Linked DNA regions of Mus musculus: regions 1, 3 and 4 are each linked to region 2. A link is a contact called in public ChIA-PET and HiChIP or PLAC-seq data. All regions are on one chromosome and are shown on one strand. The core of a region is the stretch at or near the end of the contact, and the rest is flanking DNA. Distances in the headings are between cores, read along the strand shown.

Evidence for each region. ChIA-PET counts read pairs in DNA pulled down with a chosen protein or histone mark. HiChIP or PLAC-seq counts read pairs in DNA pulled down with a chosen protein or histone mark.
Region 1: a contact with region 2 is called in an H3K27ac HiChIP or PLAC-seq map of regulatory T cells, with 9 times the contacts expected there. The contact joins the enhancer-like site here to the promoter of Il7r in region 2. A contact is called at or near these places in 5 of 39 promoter capture datasets (the C10 cell line, embryonic stem cells, hippocampal neurons and 1 more) and 2 of 115 datasets of contacts at active chromatin or transcription factors (large pre-B cells and regulatory T cells).
Region 3: a BATF HiChIP or PLAC-seq map of CD8 T cells shows a contact between it and region 2, with 19 read pairs. The contact joins the enhancer-like site here to the promoter of Il7r in region 2. A contact is called at or near these places in 3 of 39 promoter capture datasets (neutrophils, pre-B cells and stem cell-derived epiblast-like cells), 6 of 115 datasets of contacts at active chromatin or transcription factors (CD8 T cells, the SCID.adh cell line, Th17 cells and 3 more) and 1 of 9 other capture datasets (macrophages).
Region 4: a contact with region 2 is called in an RNA polymerase II ChIA-PET map of memory CD8 T cells, with 32 read pairs. The contact joins the enhancer-like site here to the promoter of Il7r in region 2. A contact is called at or near these places in 3 of 39 promoter capture datasets (the C10 cell line, embryonic stem cells and hippocampal neurons), 5 of 115 datasets of contacts at active chromatin or transcription factors (bone marrow-derived macrophages, large pre-B cells, memory CD8 T cells and 1 more) and 1 of 9 other capture datasets (adipose tissue).

What each region holds. Positions count from the first base shown.
Region 1 is chr15:9,983,990-9,986,935 of GRCm38.p6, forward strand. No RefSeq gene overlaps it. Among named protein-coding and RNA genes, the nearest start is that of Prlr, 190 kb to the right of the region's middle. Within about 2 kb of position 1,347, at least 1 of the 459 cell types and tissues checked has an H3K27ac peak or open chromatin away from gene starts, as enhancers often do. A contact at or near this core is called in regulatory T cells, where this site is marked.
Region 2 is chr15:9,528,598-9,531,297 of GRCm38.p6, forward strand. It overlaps Il7r (interleukin 7 receptor), which reads right to left and starts at 1,279. Exons shown (of 8, transcript NM_008372.4): 1 at 1,064-1,279. The coding sequence starts at 1,145.
Region 3 is chr15:9,869,228-9,872,020 of GRCm38.p6, forward strand. No RefSeq gene overlaps it. Among named protein-coding and RNA genes, the nearest start is that of Spef2, 120 kb to the left of the region's middle. Within about 2 kb of position 1,329, at least 24 of the 459 cell types and tissues checked have an H3K27ac peak or open chromatin away from gene starts, as enhancers often do. A contact at or near this core is called in CD8 T cells, Th17 cells and pro-B cells, where this site is marked.
Region 4 is chr15:10,034,618-10,037,359 of GRCm38.p6, forward strand. No RefSeq gene overlaps it. Among named protein-coding and RNA genes, the nearest start is that of Prlr, 140 kb to the right of the region's middle. Within about 2 kb of position 1,379, at least 16 of the 459 cell types and tissues checked have an H3K27ac peak or open chromatin away from gene starts, as enhancers often do. A contact at or near this core is called in memory CD8 T cells, where this site is marked.

The DNA.
Region 1 (2,946 bases), core at 97-2,596, 460 kb after region 2:
ATTGCTCCTTCTAGGAGATGACGATGCTGTCTTTTCCCCAACCCAAACCCTGACCCAGAGAGTACATTGTGGAATCATGAGTCTTCTATTAGCATGGGTCCCTAAGCAATTGTGTGAAAAATAGAGTTCTTCATCCTTTCCCTGACTGCAAACTTCATTGCTAGGAACTAGAAAGTGGGAAGCAAATCCTTGCTCTGCAGCCATCAATCTCCCAAATTCTATTTGTTACTGCATTGTTCCTTGCTTACTCTGTGTATTCAAGTTTTGAAGACTTCTCGGATAATCTAATGGGTGTTTTGTATCTTCTTTACAGCCAGTTGCACAGTCAAACATTTTATATGAAAATTCTGTATAGTTAGTGACAGTATATATGCAGTAATTCCTACAGCCAAGAGGCTGAGGCATAAGGATCACAGGTTACAACCCAGCTTATGGTACAGGAGAAACTGACTACCTAGATATTTTCAATTCATACTCAGATATAAAAGGATACATATCTCACTCATGCAAAATAGTTGTATGTGCATGTACGGAATATTGCTTATGTTGTAATTATTCATTTTCTACATAACTTTGGAAATAAAAGTTAGTGACAAACTGAAAACTTGTTGAAGTTGCATGTGGCCCATGTGGCCCCTCAGCACATCAACTTTGATTAGAGCTATATTTCCAGAAGGCCAGGAGGACATAGCTGAGCACTTACTAAAAGGGCAGGCTTCTTTTTTTTTTTAATTAGGAATTTTCTTCATTTACATTTCCAACGCTATCCCAAAAGTCCCCCATACCCTTCCCCCCCCTCCCCAACCCACCCCCTCCCACTTCTTGGCCCTGGTGTTCCCCTGTACTGAGGCATATAAAGTTTACAAGATCAAAGGGCTTCTTATAGAAGTAACAGCATCACCTGCTCTACCTGAGGGTTGAAGTTATAAACTGAACACAGGAATCTTTCAGCTTGCTGGTTTACTTACTCAAAGAAAGTAATGCTTTTCTTTCTCAGAAGAAAACAACAAATACTCTCAAGAGTCACACAGAAATACCTCCTTGAGATCAAAAGGCTCTTCTCAGAAACTGTTGGTGAAGGAAATGAAAAGTACCAGAGCCCTTCAGGCGAATTAAACATCGAGGGAGAAAACTGCTTTCCAAGAGTGTTTTCAATTTGCCAACTAAATCTCAACTATTTATCTCGTACTTTTGTAGTGCTCACTAAAGAAATCAATTACATTTCCTTACAGTGTAGTTTACTAAGAATTCCCAGCTAACACAGGAATACAACATCTGTCTTCCATACCCAATGTCATATGTGCCCTTTTATAACCTACACTATAACATCCTCTCCAGCCTGGTGGCCATGTCTACCCTGACTTCCCAAGGACTCTCACTTGTTGAAATTACCTCCTGGGAAGAGGCATGCTCACCCATGGCTGACCAGGGCAAGACAGGACTCCTTGCATAATAACCTTCCTTCCACTCATTGAACTGTATATCTTGGTTTGAAGGGTAAATGCCCCTCACAGTCTCAGGCATTTGAATACTTAGTCCCTAGTTGGTGTCACTACTTGTGTAGGTACTCACTTATAAATGGCTTATAAGCCATGAAGTACAGGATAACCATGCTATGATCAATAGACCCAAAGAAGCCAAATAACAAGGAGGACCCAAGGGAGGATATTTGAATCTTTCTCAAAAGGGGAAAGAAAATAGATATCAGAGTTGATGGAAGGAAGGAACTGGGTGGAAGAAGGGATAGGGAGGGAAGCATGGCTGGGCAGGAGGAGATCATATGTAGGGAGAACAGGGGAGAGAGAACAGAAATTGGTGGGGAGACAATCTCTAGGACATGCCAAAGACATTGGATGGGGGGAGGCCCCAGGGGATCTATGGAGGATACTCTAGCTGAGACTTCTAGCAGCAAGGATCATGGATCTTGAAGTGGCCACTTCCTGTAGCCAGGCAGGACTCTTGGTAGAGAGATAAGGACAGCAACCTTCTCATAAAAGTTTTGAACCAAAATGAATTCTGCCTAAAAAGTGCAAGGACAAAGACAGAGCAAAGATTGAGGGAATGGCCAACCAATGACTGCCCCAAATTTAGATATATCCCCTGGGTAAGAACCAATCCTTGTCACAATAAATATATAAAAATAGAGGAAGAATCCAACACAAGGAAGGAAACTATGCCCTAGAAAAAGCAAGAAAGTAGTCTTTTAACAAACCTAGAAGATGATAGCCACATGAACAGAATCCAAACTCTATCAACAAAAGTAACAGGAAGCAACCTACATGATAAAAAGACCCAACAAAGAAAAAGAACTTCAGACCAATTTCCTTTATGAATATCATGCAAAAATACTTAATAAAATTCTCACAAACAGAATCTAAGAACATATCAAAACGATCATCCATCATGATCAAGTAGACCATCCAAGGTATGCAGGGATGCTTCAACATATGGAAATCCATCAACATAATCCAATATATAAACAAACAAAAGTAAAATCCCACATGATCAACTCATTAGATGCTGAGAAATCATTTAAAAATTCCAACACCCCTTCACAATAAAAGTCTTGGAAAGATCAGGAACTCAAGGCCCACTCTTAAACATAGTAAAAGCAATATACAGCAAACCAGTAGCCAACATCAAAGTAAATGGAGAGAAACTTGAAGCAATCCCACTAAAATCAGGGACAAGAGAAGGCTGCCCACTCTCTCCCTACCTATTCAATATAGTACTTGAACTCCTAGCCAGAACAATTAGACAACAAAAGGAGATCAAGTGGATAGAAATTGGAAAGGAAGAAGTCAAAATATCACTATTGGCAGATGATATGATAGTATACTTAAGTGACCCGAAACATTCCACCAGAGAACTCCTAAACCTGATAAACAACTATAGAAAAAAAGCTGGATATAAAATTAACTCAAATAAATCAGTGGCCTTTCTCTT
Region 2 (2,700 bases), core at 29-2,528:
ATACAGATGTATTTGATACAAGCTTATGCAATGTAGCTTTAACTGGTCTGGAACAAAGATGATTTTTCTGTCTCAGCCTCTTAGGCTTCAGGACTACAGGGATGTACTACTGCACCCAGTTTAGGAATGCACATATAGGCCAGCCATGGTGGTGTCTGCCTTTAATCCTAGCACTCAGGAACCAGAGGCAGGATGCACACACACACACACACACACACACACACACACGCACATACACAAAGACACACACACACACATTCCCCTTTTAATGGTGTGTGTGTGTGTGTGTGTGTGTGTGTGTATGAAAACAGTTTAATTAATTTGTAGAAACAAATTGGAGATTCACATTCCATGTAGCTGCTGTGTCTGCCAGAGACGTTTGAGTACAGTCCTGTAATTAAAATGCCTATTTTTAAGAAGTCAAGGTCTAAGTATTTTATGGATTCTGAGGAGAATTATGATGACCATATAATGGATTCTCTGAATATAAAAGCAACCCTGTGTATTTCAAAGAAGACACCTTCCTTAGCATACTACTGAATTATTCATCAGCAATCTAACATGAATCTGCCAAAGCTAAAGTATGTTGAAGAAATACATTATAGAGTAACTTCTAAACTCTAGACACTAGAAATACAGTTTTGGTGAATACACAAACCTCTCGTTTCTGGCCATTAATTTATCATGGGTATCTAGGGTTTTAGAACTCCATAAACAGTCAAAACAACAATGGCTTGATTTTTCAGTCTAATACAGTTTTGGAAGCGATCATCCAAAAAGCTCCAACAAAGAACTGATATGAGGTTTCTTTTTTGAAATTACCAGCATACATCCACATTTATGAGCCAGAATTTGAATGAAACTCAATGCTTCTTGACAGTTCTTGAGAGTTACAAGCCATTTGCAGTATTGTCATCATTCCCTCTGTCCTGGTGATTAATACCCACAAAACAACCTAATTAGTGCTAAATTCTTGCTTGCCCTGTTAGAGAACTGTGTAACTTGATCATATATGCTACAGGTAATCTGAAATCCTTTAAAAAAGGAGTTAGAAATGACTCACCATCCTGGGCATTTCCACTTTCTCCAGAAACAGCTTGAATTAAGCAGAAAACTATAGCGAAAGCTCTACCCAGAGCCATCATTCTGAGAGAGAGAGAGAGAGAGAGAGAGAGAGAGAGAGAGAGAGAGAAAGAATAGAGAAGAAGCACGCTTGTATGTGCAAGTGAATGAGAGAGAGGGAGACCCAAACCAGCTCTGTGCCTGCTAAACCACAGACAGGGAACTATGAACATCACAGAAGAAGGCAAGTGCCAGAAACAGGAAGTCTGAGCAAAAGGATTGCTGCTGTAAGCAGAGGTAGAGAAAACGGAGAGGTAGAGTGTGACTTTTTTTTTTCCTGCATCTTGGTATTCCCTGAAGCTCCTGAACTTAACTGCTTACTTTTGAGCAAGGTGGTAGACTTCAAGTGATGCTTCAGATGATCTCAGGGTCCAATGTAACAGGATCACAAGGCCAAAATCCACACTTACGATGCTCCTCAGTTGGTTGGGGATGCTCTTGTTTTAGGAATAATGATGCTAGGATAGAGTTGTCCCACTTAGGGCTGAACCCTCAATGGTCACGCCCAGTTCTCTGCTCTCTGAGAGAGAAGTGAGAAAAGAGCTTCTCTAATGAGAGGCAAGGCTGCACTATTCTATGGGTATAAGGACAAATGTCTAGAAGACAGTTTGATACTCTGTCTTTTAAACAAACAATAGTCCTGTGTTTTCCCCTATGCTCTAAGACCTCCCTGGCACGGGTTCGTGGTCAGATTTATAGTACCAGCCATGAAACACTCCCCTCAAGAACTCAGGGAACACCATGGAGGAGAGAAGGAAAGATCAGAAGAGGCAGGAGCCAAAGAGAAATACAGTGAAATTATCTATTATAAAAATAATAGGATCTTTGTGTTCATAATTTCACAGAAGCTATGGTTGTGACACAAGACTGGCATGAGATCACACCAATCCACATTCCAATATGGACAGAGCAGGTGTTCAAGAGGCCACATCCCTAGCTGAGGCCCTCCTGGCAGGTTGACAAATACCAGGCGATTAAGAGTTAGTTTTCTTTAAAAGTGTGTCCCATGGTAGGTTGCTCAAGCTCTAGTGGGCAGTTATACACTCATGAGCACAAGAGCTGAACTAAGTAGGTTCTGTGGATCCTTTTCTTAAATCATTTTAAGAATTGATTAAGTTATTTATTTATCCTAAATTCTGACTGCAGCGCCCCCCCCCCCATCCTTTGCTCCCAATCCCTCTTTCTCCCTTCCCTCCAACCTTCTCTAACATTCTTCCATTTCTCCACAGAAAAGGGGAGGCCTCCCTTGGATATCAACCAGCCTTGACATATCAAGCTGCAGTAAGACTAGGCACATCTTCTTCTCTCGAGACTAGAAAAGGCAGCCCAGTTAGCAGAAAGGCTTCCAAAGGCAGGCAATGTAGTCAGAGACAGCCCTGGCTTCGGTTTTAGGAGTCCCACATGAAGACCCAGCTGCACAACTGTTACATATGTGCAGAGGGTCTAGGCTTGTCTTGTGCATGATTTCTGGTTGAAAGTTTAGTCTATATGAAAACCTATGTGCCCAGGTTAGTTGATTCCGTAGTATTTCTCAATGTGACCATGACCCCTCTGGGCATCTTCAATCCATCCTCACTC
Region 3 (2,793 bases), core at 79-2,578, 340 kb after region 2:
GTTATTCACAGGCAAATAATAATATCCAATAATTTCAGTAATATCTTCCCAAAATATTTGATACTCTTTGGGTAAAGATCCTGCTTTTGAAATAGGTTTAGGTTGACTTTTCTCATTAGCTCTCAAGGCAGTGGCATGAAATACTTATATCTAAAGTAGCGGGTCTTGAAAGCAGGCTTTGGAGGAATTTTTTTTTCTGGGTCATTTTCTAGACTACTGTGAGAAAGAAAGATGCATGTCCTAGGTTCATGAATCAAAAATTAGAAACATTAAAATGTATTGAAATAATTAGTATATTATTGACTTGCTCTGTGAGGGCCAAATAATATATATATTACTCAATGCACATGAAATATTATTTTCTATATTCTAGGAACATTATTTTGTATAACATGTATTTGATATATTCTCTATATTTATCTTTTAGACTTATAACATATAATATGAATTTCCTTTATGTATGCATTCACATACATAGACATCATTAAACATTCATTTTGCAGTTTTCTTCCTCTGTAGCCTTTAGATTTGAACACTAATATCAAGAACAAAGGCAAAACAGAGTAGGAAACACAATTTTCCTTCTTTCTTTTTATCTTCTAGCATTTTGCCTAAGGAGGAACTGAGTATCTGTCATGGAAAACTATTTCTTTTATGGAAATAAAATAGCAACAAAACTCAAAATGTGCCCGTCATGTCTGAAAACAAAGTCATCACTAACAAAATTAAGCAATGGAATTTTCTGCCTGTTTTATGGGCTGGTCTGAAGTTGAGTTTAGGGGGACAGAAAATGAAAGGCAAAAACAGACAGCAGCTTTTCACCATGTAAGAGGGTGCGAAAATGTTTTCGCACCTGAAAATGAATCTTCCCCCTGCTGTAGTTCTTGGAGAGAAAAACGAATAGAAATGTACTGGGCTGAAACCTCTGTTCAGTCCTGGCCTGTTTGCCTCTACAGCCAGCTGAATGCCTGACTGTCTTACTCACTCAGGGGTGGGTTCTGTCCTTATTGCACGCCAATTCCAGGAACTTCCTGTAGCCACCAAAAGGGGAGTAAATTATGTGCAGCAGGTGGTGATTGACTTCACAATGACACTGAGGTCTACTATTAAGTCCTATTTCCTCTTTATCACCACACTCTGCTCATCCAGCCCACAGTGGCTCTCATCACACTCTGCAAACCTTGTCTGTGCTGAGAGGCAGCCTCTTGAGCCCAGAAGTAAGAATTCTGTGCTTGTGGCTCGCTGACAAATCTCTGGTTCCTGGAATTGTTTGGCAGGTGGATTTGCAGAAGCACGAAATTGTCATAACCTGACAAGGAGATGAGTAAAAGAGTGAGGTACCTGGAGTCTGCCCCCCACTTCCTTTCCACCCACAGCATCATAGGCCTTCCCTCTTTGGGTAGAAGCTGCAATCATCGAGGCTCGTGGATTTCCAAAATACAGAAGGAGGCTCAAATAAGTATTTCTGTGCATGTTGAGGTTGCCCTGCTTAAAAATTAAAGGCAATTTATAAGAAAATTCATGCAATTCCCACCCAAGTGCCTGTCTAGCCTTAGTTCCTGTGAGTACCTTTGTGCTACTGTTTTCTTAGCTCCTGCATTCTTCCCCATCTTCTGACTTTGTTAGGAGCCACAGGTTATACAGGAAAACACTCCAAGGATTGCTACTCACATTGTTTCTCATCCAAACTCACCTTCTTGACTCTGAAGTAGAGTGAGTCAGGGAGAAGTGGGAAGCTCTACAGAAGTCATTTTGTGCTACAAAGACCCCATGTTTGCTTTGACAATGATTTGAGATACAATGAACACATTGCACAGTCTAGCACCAGAAGTGCTTTGGGGCTGTAGCTTTTTGGAGTATTATACAGAAATAATTAAATAAATGAGTGAATAAATAAGTAAATAATACATACATACATACATACACACACACACACACATACATACATACATACATACATACATACATACACACATACATACATACATACATAAAAGCTATCCACAGGATGGATGAGTAGCTGAAGGACACTAAGACTACTGAAGTAAAAATGAAACCTATTACCTTCTCAGAGGCCTGATCAATGTAGACAATTTAGTTCTATTTTCTCCTCTGTAGTTAAATCAACCTAAAAATACAGAAAGTAATTAAAATTCACAACTTTGTAAGCAGCTTTCAAATTACTAATGTTTATGCAAAGATATGGGACATGGAATTTCCGATGGGTATACATGGATATACGTGCAAACATGAATGAATGGATGGATTTTGGACAAAGCATCGTATTTTGCTAATTGTACACACTGTAGTTCAGCTTCCCCTTGGGCTTAGCTTATGATAGACACTGTGATTAAAGGGTTAAAATTCCGCCTTCAAACTGCTTTTATCTGCTGGAAGATATAGATGCACTTTTTAAAGGTAGAAAATCAGTGTTGTAAATGTGGTGGGGACTATGAATCTTGAAGCAACATTTATGGGAGAGCTTTATCTTTCACAGCAAGAAGCAGATAAGTCAGAGAGTACAGGGAAGGACTGTGAATAATGATAAGATGTTCCTCTCTCTGGTTACAGTGTGAGTGATGATCCATAGATCCTGCCAGTACACAAGCAGCACTACAGGGTGTAGCGGCTCCTAGGAAAGCAAAGAGAAGGTGGGGAAATACGTGAAGATTTGAAGCTCTGATCTGTAAGTTCTCCTGCTGTGGTACAGAGGTGCTCACAGGAGATAAGGCTGGAGAAGTAGGAACAACATGCTTCTTCTTATAAATCTACGTGTTAGAGCATCTAGAGGAG
Region 4 (2,742 bases), core at 129-2,628, 510 kb after region 2:
CATACACCAGATGATATGAGCCCCCCCCCCCCACACACACACACATACAGTAAAGGACTTCCAGGTCTGTGTTCATTCAGAGATGATGCACCTAACCCTCAAGAGACTGGAGGGCCCAGGGAGTTTAGAAGTCAGATGGGGTGGAGGGTGGAGGCATCCATGTGGAGACAGGGTGTGATGGGGATGAGGTGTGGGATGTAAAGCAGTTGGAAGGTGGGAGGGGAGGGACAGGGAATGGAATATGGAGTGTAAAAAATGAATTAAAAATGAAATGAAATTAAAAAAAAAAAAAAGAAACTAATGAGCTCTGTCAGAGATTCAGGGAGTGCATCCCAAATATCTTAAAATCTTTAATATCTTTTTTGTACTTGAAAATACACCTAGATTAAGAAGAAAATCATTACATGTCCAACATTTAGGGACACATTAATGTTAGTTCACATTAACATAAGTAATATGACATAGTCACACAGAACTGTGGGATATGGGTACTTAGTAGGTTTTACCATATGGGGATGGAATCCAAATCTCAAATATGCTAGCTAGGCAAGTACTCTACCCCTGAGCCGCACCACCAGGCTTCATGATACTTTATGATATTAAGTTAATGCTTTATGCTTAATGTGTTTATTATTAATATATTTATGCTTTCAGAAAACAATTTTTCATAACATTCCAATCAGTGGGTAAATAAAATAAGGTAGATGAACCATTAGTGTTTGAATGTTCTTCCATAGCAATAAACTTATAACTATCTGAATTTAAGATTAAGATAATCCCCACTTATTTTTACTGAACATGAATCAAGGTAAAAGTTGTAGTGTAATAAACTTTATGGGCAACAGAAATTCTTTCAAAAGGCAATTTCTGTAATCAGACTCCAAAGCAAGTATGTGGTGCATGTGAGAAGAAATCCCTGATTGGCAGTACAGTGATGTAGCTGGATGTCTTTTGTTTCCTAAGGACCATCAAGGCATAATACTTAAGAACCAATGTAACTGTTTGTGTAATAATCACCTGCTATGTGTCAGATACTCTACTAAAACCAGAAAATAATAAGTACTATTCTTTTTTGCTCTTTACAACTGTGTTAAGAAAAACAAGGATGTGGTTTTAAAGTGTGAGGCAAGTTTGAGATTACCTAATGACATACTTGAGATCAACCAACTCTTAAGAAGTGAAAACAGGACTTAAAGCTCAATGTTTGACCTGCTAGTCCGTGCTGTTGCACACAGACCTGCCATAGCTCCTGGAAGATCAATTTGAGATGACTGTGCTCCCATGTCTGGCATTTGTTGGGATGAATGTTGTAAGTGCCAAAGCCTCATTTGTCATTTATGTCTGTAGCCACTTGGCATTGTAATTGTTGTTGTTTTCCCTTCTGGAAGTCATCTGATCAGTTGAGAGGTGAGGTATAGCAGGGATCCATTTTGGATAAAAAGGAACACTAGGTTTCAAGCAACTGTGAGCTCCTTTAGGAAAAAGCCGTTTACACATGTCCAAGCAGAGTAATATGTTATGTTGACCTTAGGCTAGGAAACCAACAAAGGGTTTCAGATGTGACAGGATTAAGTAATTTTTCTGTTAAATCTGATGTGTGTCATGCACGGTGTACTAGACCAGCATCAGATTTTCATATAACAAACAAGAATGACTCAACTCATGCCCAATTAGCTGTAAATGGAGAGAAAAGAAAGTCTTAGACAGAACCAAGGATATGATTTCTGTGGGGCACATAGAGTCTATATGTCAGCGTTTCCTTTGTGGACTGGCATCTTATTTACACTTGTTTTTATAAAACAATTAATCAGGGCACATTAGCTCTGTGATAATGGAGCATTCCCAGACTGCATTTGTGATGTGGCCATCTTCACAACTAATTAAAAATTCCTTTCAAATCCTGTTGGGGCCAGCCTGTTGCTCTCACGTCAAGGTTGGAGCCTGGAAGGCAGCCTGGAGCTGAAAGAAAAGAGGGAATCTAGGTGAGTTGAGAAATAACGGAACCAAGACAATCTAGTCTGTTCAAGGTTCAAATTTTTAATGGGGGACATGCTTTATAAAGGAGAGGGGAAAGCCCATTCCCGCCAAATCATCCTTGGAGCCCAGCTGCAGGTGACCACATGTAGGATCTGATGTAGACTCCAGAACAGCTAGGCCAACTCCCAGCAGGGAGCAGCAGTGACAGAACAATAGAGTGATCCAGGGAGGCAGGCTCCACCCTAGGTGATCTCCTTAGTGGTAAGCAAAGTCAAGGTCTGGCTCAGCCTGCTTCAGGCTTGTGGGAGGCTACAAAAGCCATCTAACATTTGACTCTAAACCATTGGTCTCTCTATTGAGGTCAATATTAAAACAGGTATCAACTTTAGGAGAACATTACCACTCATAAATAATCAAGCCTCCAGCTTCAGGAATATTTTTCAAACCCTTGTAGATGAATACAAGCTTTGGTGTTCCTCGGTGAAGAAAAACAACCTGGTGCCAAGTACAGAAGCTTCCAGAAAAAATGGAAGAAATTTTCATTATACCAATCTACTTGTGACAAAAAGTCATTTTAAAAGTCTTCTTTTATCCTTTAGAAATGAAGAGAGTTAATCAGGGTGGCCCATTCCCACAATAGTAGCTATTTTAAGTATTTGGGAGGCTGAGATAAATACAAGGGGATCCTAGGTTACCTAGTCAGTTCAAAACCACTAGATGAGATCTTATCTCAAAATATCAATTTTATAAGTAGACTATAGCTCA